Linked DNA regions of Ovis aries: region 2 is linked to region 1. Evidence: chromatin contacts called from public Hi-C data. All regions are on one chromosome and are shown on one strand. The core of a region is the stretch at or near the end of the contact, and the rest is flanking DNA. Distances in the headings are between cores, read along the strand shown. Region 1 overlaps MLXIP (MLX interacting protein). Region 2 overlaps CFAP251 (cilia and flagella associated protein 251).

Region 1 (3,286 bases), core at 204-2,703:
CTTCAGGATCTCTGAGCGCTGTTCACACCTCAAGGACACACGTATCCACTCCCCGTACGGCAATGTGTCTCCACACCTCTGGCCGCCAGACTGCAGCTTCTCAGGGGAGGGCCCTTCTAGTATCCCCACCCTAACCACCCAGCACAGAACTCGGCACAGCGCAGGGCCTCGCGCAATAATCCTTCACTGACTGAGTTAAATGGCCTTTGCCAACAAAGCTGGTGGCAGGCAAGGGACGCTCCCTGGAGGTACAGACTGCTCAGATGGTTTAGTTTTCCACGGGCTGTGCCAGAAGCCACCTCTGAGCTGCTGGCATAGGGCTTCCCCTCTCCAGATGGCTGAGATGGGCAAGGCCTTCTTTCTGGTCCATACCAAAGGGGGTTTTGTGAGTTCTTCATCACTGCAGGCCACAGCCCTGCCCTGTTCTCCAAAGCCACTCAGAGAGGCCATGTGACAAGCAGAGATGTGCCAGCAGTCACAACAGCTGGGGTCTTCAAAGAGAGCGCCTAAGTAATAAACGCTCCCCAAACCTGGGCACCTGGTTTCTTCATCAGAAGCTCTTGGCAAATCTCATACCCCATCCTCCAACCCAGCACCGGGCCAGGCTGTGGACTGTAGGAGAGAAGGCTGAGACCCCCACAGAGAAAACATCACAGCAAGTCCTCTGAGAACTGGAGGGTCAGACAGACAGCAGCAGCCTCAGCTCAAAGGGTCAGGGGCTTTAAGCCAGTCACATGCCTTTCTGCCCCTGCTCCCCCAGTCCAAAGGCACTTCGACTTCAGCTGTCACCCACATTCACAGCCAGCAGCCTGGTGTTTCTGAGTCTCTGTGCTGCAACTGCATACTAGAAGTGAACTATTATAGCCACGTAACTCCTCTGACATGCCAGTTTCCTGGGTAAAATCACAATAACACCATTGCCTCCAGAGTGTTTTAAGAAGGATTAAGTGTACACACACGCAGCCACATTCTTAAGACACACAGCAGAGGTAACCCCTAAAGAATATTTTTTTAAAAACCCACAAAACTAACCAGCGGGCTTAAATATAAACCCACCCTTACTTCTGCTTTGTTATGTAAGATGTAGTGGATGATGAGAGCGTAAGAGCGCCTTAGAGAGGTTGGATGACACCAACATCTTCAATTACTTACCATGAAATGGGTGGGAAGAGTCAGAGAGAGGCCAGACCCTGGAGGCTAGAAACCCGCTCTGATAAAGTAACTTTCGGGTTCTCATCTTCTTCCCCCTAAAGTGCAGGATGCCTGCCTCTTCCGACCATGGGGATGTTCACTGCTTATGTCCAACGGCTATCCCCCATCACCCCAGGCTTCTGTAATACCGCAACAGCCGACAGGCGGCGCTCAGCTGACACGAACAAGCCAGTCTGAAACCAAAACTAAAACCTAAACCGCCCTGAGAGCTGGAGAGGGTGCCAGCAGAGGCGATGGCTGATGGGACACTCGCCCACACACGGCAACCTGACTGCACACAAAGTGCTAGAAAAACGCGGGACACACATCTAGATGTCTCCTTACCGGAAGGGCTGCTCCCGCCTTTGATGTGGTGTCACTGTTAACCTTTGATGAGGACAGGAGACATTCCCCACGCAGACACCCACAGACAAGGACAGGGACCCTTTCTGTGGAGGCACCCCAAGTCTAGTTTCCTACGGGACGTACAAGACAGGCTGCTCTAAGGAGTTCTAACAGGCAGCTCCTTGGCAGGGATCCCTAGAGCAGGATTCCCAGAAAGCACCTACGGTCAGACTTCTGCTCCCCCCAACCCCACCCCAGCTTAACTTGGCTTCCAGACACGGTTGGCTGGGATGCTTCTTCGCCTAACTCAAGGTTCTGCCATATTCCTTCTTTAAAGTGTAACCAGAAACACATTATTAAAATTTCTGAGGTCTTCTCTGGTAGTCCAGCGGCTAAGACTTTGTTCCCCCAATACAGGGGGCCCAGGTTCGATCCCTGGTCAGGGAACTAGATCCCACATGCCCACAATGAAGATCAAAGATCCCACGTGCCATGACTAATGCCTGGCGCAAACAACTAAAATTTTAAAATGTAAAAAAGAAAAAAATATTTCCGAGACTACTGGCTTCGCCCTCAATAAACAAAAGACCTCCTCTGGCCTTACCTCCCAACCCTGCCTTCTTAAACATCACCCCCCACACCAACACCAGGGCTTCCTGGTTAGAACAGGGACCCTGGATTCAGCCCTTACTCTCCCAATCTGACTCCGGGAAGGCCAGGGTCTGGGTCTGACTCATCCGAGCACAGTGCCTGGCATGTGGGAGGTGTGATTAAATATGGAATGACTAAATGAAAGCTAAACTTCTCCATAAAGAAAAGTCTTCACACACCCCCTACCACGGCCGTCCTTCTTAGAAGACAGGTTCATGACACAGGGCAAGAAGTCTACAGCACAACAAACTCTCTCTCGAAACTGCTGCTGAGGGGAATGGCAAACTGAATTCTCTGGCAGTCTGGCAAGAGACTGCTTTGGAATGAAAATTAAAATGCAAGCCTTGCACAGACAGGAGCTGGCATTAAGAACGGGGAAGGATGAAACTGAGGCGGGGATTTAGGGTTCTGCTGGTTCTAGGGAAGATGAGCTCTGAACTCCTGGTCAGAGCATTCTCGGCAAAAGAAAGCAGGCACAGGCTCCAAGGTCTACTGCTGTGGGGCCCAGGCAGTGGTGGAGTCCATTCGTTTGGTCATGCAACCATATTTGCTTGTAAGGTATTACTTTTTCACCATTCCTCACGCTTCCTGGAATCCCACTGGCAAAATGTTCCCAGGCCTACACTACCCAAAGTAATCTACAGACTTAAAGCAATACCTATCAAAATACCCATGACATTTTTCACAGAACTGGAATAATCTTAAAAATTTAAATGGAACCATAAAGGACCCAGTTCTGCCAAAGCAACCTTGAGGAATAAGAACAAAGCAGGAAGCATAACCCTCCCAGACTTCAGATAATACTTCAAAGCTACAGTAATCAAAACAGCATGGTATTGGCACAAAAAGAGACATATGGATCAATGGAACAGAACAGAGCCCAGAAATAAACCCATGCACCCATGGGCAATTTATCTTCATCAAAGGAGGCAAGAATACACAAGGGGGAAAAGACAGCCTCTTCAGCAAGTGGTGCTGGGAAAGTCAGTTGCATATAAATCAATGAAAATATAACACTCCCTCGCACCACACACAAAAATTAATTCAAAAATGGCTTAAAGACTTAAATACAAGACATCATAAAATTCCTAAAAGAGCA
Region 2 (3,664 bases), core at 379-2,878, 140 kb after region 1:
GAAGAGGATACCACGGTACACAAACTAAAAGAAGACACAGCTTTTTGACTGTTCCAATGATGGGGTTCATGAACAACTTCAACTGAGCACTGAAGAAACGATGCTTTGGAACTGTGTGCTGGAGAAGACTCTTGAGAGTCCCAAGGAGATCAAACCAGTCCATCCTAAAGGAAATAACTCTGAATATTCACTGGAAAAACTGATACTGAAGCTGAAGCTCCAATATGTCGGCCACTTGATGTGAAGAACCGACTCACTGGAAAAGACCCTGATGCTTGGCAAAGACTGAGAACAGGAGGAGAAGGGGACGACACAGGATGAGATGGTTGGATGGCATCACCGACTCATTGGACATGGGTTTGAGCAAACTCCGAAAGACAGTGAAGGACAGGGAAGCCTGGCATGCTGCCTGTGGTCCATGGGGTCGCAAAGAGTCAGACACTTAATGACTGAACAACAACAACAGTTAACAACTCACCTTACAACAAAATGGTCACTTTTTAGAGTGCAGTCTGGAGGATAGTTTGTATTTTCGGCCGGAGGGGCTGCGGGGGTCTTTGAAAAGGACAGGGATCTTATGCAGCTGAGTTTGAAGTGGCTGTACCAGTTCACAATGGAGAGGGTGTGATCATAGAACTTGATGTTGCCCCGAATGTCACCTGTGACAATATAGCTGAAAACAGAGGATAAAGTCAGTTTGTTAAATAGTGGTGGTGGTGGTTTAGTCGCTAAGATGTGTCTAACTCTTCGTGACCCCATGGACTGTAGCCTGCCAGGCTCCTCTGTCCATGGGATTTCCCAGGCAAGAGTACTGGAATGGGTTGCCATTTCCTTCTCCAGGGGATCTTCCCGACCCAGGGATCGAAGCCAGGTCTCCTGCATTGTAGGTTAAATAATGATACTGAGTATCATCTATTGAACACATATGCCAGCCTCTGGACTCTGGGCGTTGTAAAAACTTTCACTGAATATGGCCCCATGTGGCTGATTTTCCTGTCATTCCCAGTTCATGTTTGGGAAACTAAGGTTTAAGGTCTGGGATTGCCAGATTTAACAAGTAAAAATGCAGGATACTCAGTTAAATTTCAATTTCAGATGAACCATGAGTAAATTTCTAGGGTAAGTATGTCCCAAATAGTGTATGCTCCCAAATGCAATTGCCTCATGCAGTATTTGGGACATATATATATATATATATATATATATATATATATATATACAAAATTTATTTTCTGCATCAGGTCTTAGTTGCAGCATGAGGGATCTTGAGTTCTGCATTCAAATCCTTCACTGTGCAATGTGGGATCTAGTTTCCTGACCAGGGATTGAACCCAGACCCCCCAGCATTGGAAGATCAGAGTCTTAGCCACTGGACCACCAGGGAAGTCCCAGCATACACTTAAACCTGGCAACTCTATCAGGGCCACATGGCTAGGCAGACTGTGCAGGGGTCCAAGTGTATGGGACACAAAGTCCATGCTCTCTGCTTTCCTCTGCCCTGCCCTCTAAGGTCAGTCCTGTGCAACGGCAGTGGGCAGTGATTTCCATTCTCCACCACAGACTACAGATGACAACAGAGTCTGGCTACCATCCCTCTGAAGTCACACAGGCTGGCAATGGGACGCAGGGAGACAACTGCTGTGAGAGGGATCGTAAAACCCTGTCCAGTCATCACAGCCAAAGGCAGTGCTGTGTGACAGAATGGTTTTTATTTCCTCAGAGCCATCCCAATGAGCTTGTTTTTTTTAAGCCTCTGACATAATTCTAATCACGGGTGGGGGAGGTGGGGGATGAATTTTCTCATATATATATATATATATGAAAAGCGATTAAATGTGGTTTCTGATTAATAAGCAAGGCAAGTGGGCAGAGTAATTGGCTAGAACGGCGTTCACTGCCCTCTGCTGGACAGAAACAGCAAAACAAGGCCTTTTTTTTTTTTTTTTTCCCCTCCTGTGTTTCTTAAGACTTTTTCCTGCAAGGGCTCCCTGGTCCTGGCTGGGTTTTTTTGTTTGTTTGTTTTGTTGTTGTTTTGGCCGCACCACTCAGCATGCAGGATCTTACTTCCCTAACCAGGGACCGAACCCTCGTTCTCTCCCTTGGAAGTGCAGAGTCTTAACCACTGGACTGCAGGGGAAATCCCCTGGCTGTGTTTTACTTAACATGGAGAGAGGGGAACCCAGGCATGGTCTTCCCTGGGTCCTATTCCTCAATGATTAAAGTTGACTGCTTCATCAAGTGTGATTCTACTGCTATCTTTTCCCACCAACTGGGTGAAGATGACGATTTATATTTCTCTTTGCAAGCCACTCCAGGGTCTCACTGTTATTAAAGAAAAGGGAAGACCTTTAATATAGACCCCGTATTAAAGAAAGGGGAAGGGGAGCAACAGGCCTTTGGAGAGCAGAGGGTACAGTGACTCCCACCACGTGGGCAGGGTCCTCGTCATGAGGCAACTGTCTCCAGCACTTTGGGGAACTTCCCTAGCACCCTGACAAGGGCTGTTGTACCTAGAGCTCCCCTGTGCCAGAGAGTGTGCTAAGAGTTTTACAATCCTTGGGACGTTCCCTTGTAGCCCAGTGGTTAGGACTCAGCGCTTCCATTGCAGGAGACATGGGTTCAGTCCCTGGTCAGGAAACTAAGATCCAGCAAACCATCCTCACACAATCACTCAGACAGGGACAGTGTTATGATGCCCACTTTGCAGATGGAAGAATGGAGGTTTGGCACATTTAAGTCCCTTGTCCCAGATCACTTAGCAAGGAAATAATGTATTTGGCATGTGAACCCCTTTATGTCTGAGGCTAAGGCATAAGGCTGAGATCAGTTGTGGATGCCCACAGCCCCTCAAAATCAAGGAGTTAAGGAACTCTATAAAGTTTTGTTGTATTTTATCTTTTCGTGATTGGCAAATGTTATTTTGTCATCAGAAAAAAAAAAAGCTCTTTATGCCATTTTCTTCCACTGAAAGAATGTAAAATTTAGGGTGCAAAATAAGTCTAACTAGGGTAGAAGAAAAAAAAACAGTTACTTTTTGTTTCACCAATCCAAAAGGGTTGGGTTTAAAAGTAATGCATGCCCATGCAATTTTTTAAAAAATAAAAGCAACCCAATTAGTACAAATGAGACTATAAAAAGAAGTAAATCCACCCCTGTCCTTAATCTTGGTTCTCAGTTCTTTTCCTCAGAGGCAGCCAGTGTTCCCAGTTAAATTAGTTCTCCCCAGAAACAATCTTTGCATATACAAAATATGTATCTACCTCCAAAAGGGTTTTTAGATAAGTTTATAATCATCTACAGCTACTTTTTCATTCACTAATTACCTGTCAACTGTAGTGAGCACAGTGATACCCTCCTTCTGCAAATGAACCAGTTTGCAAGGTTTGATATGGGGAAAGCCCATGGAGGAGGAGGCAGATGGTGGTGGGCGGTAAATGTCCCAGACAACCAGCTTCCCTTCCATCGTCGCGGACAGTATTTGGGTTAAATTCAAATGAAAGACAGACTGGCTAAATTTTCCCACGAGCTTGTTGAATGTCTATATTTCAAAAGACAGGTTACACGTTATATGTACAAGTTACCGTTGATGGTAAATATAAAACAAAACATTTATCAGCACAACGTTTTATAATATTTCACCTAAATATAGTAGGAAAAAAAACAA

Evidence for each region. Hi-C and Micro-C count contacts between places; a contact is called where the count stands out from the background.
Region 2: a contact with region 1 is called in a Hi-C map of hypothalamus, with 3 times the contacts expected there. The contact joins two enhancer-like sites. A contact is called at or near these places in 6 of 16 Hi-C or Micro-C datasets (hypothalamus, liver, mixed tissues and 3 more).

What each region holds. Positions count from the first base shown.
Region 1 is chr17:53,275,243-53,278,528 of ARS-UI_Ramb_v3.0, forward strand. The region is part of intron 1 of MLXIP (MLX interacting protein); the gene reads right to left. Among named protein-coding and RNA genes, the nearest start is that of MLXIP, 40 kb to the right of the region's middle. Within about 2 kb of position 1,454, at least 26 of the 54 cell types and tissues checked have an H3K27ac peak or open chromatin away from gene starts, as enhancers often do. A contact at or near this core is called in hypothalamus, where this site is marked.
Region 2 is chr17:53,415,898-53,419,561 of ARS-UI_Ramb_v3.0, forward strand. CFAP251 (cilia and flagella associated protein 251) reads right to left here. Exons shown (of 21, transcript XM_060401154.1): 9 at 3,324-3,538; 10 at 479-673. Among named protein-coding and RNA genes, the nearest start is that of CFAP251, 32 kb to the right of the region's middle. Within about 2 kb of position 1,629, at least 7 of the 54 cell types and tissues checked have an H3K27ac peak or open chromatin away from gene starts, as enhancers often do. A contact at or near this core is called in hypothalamus, where this site is marked.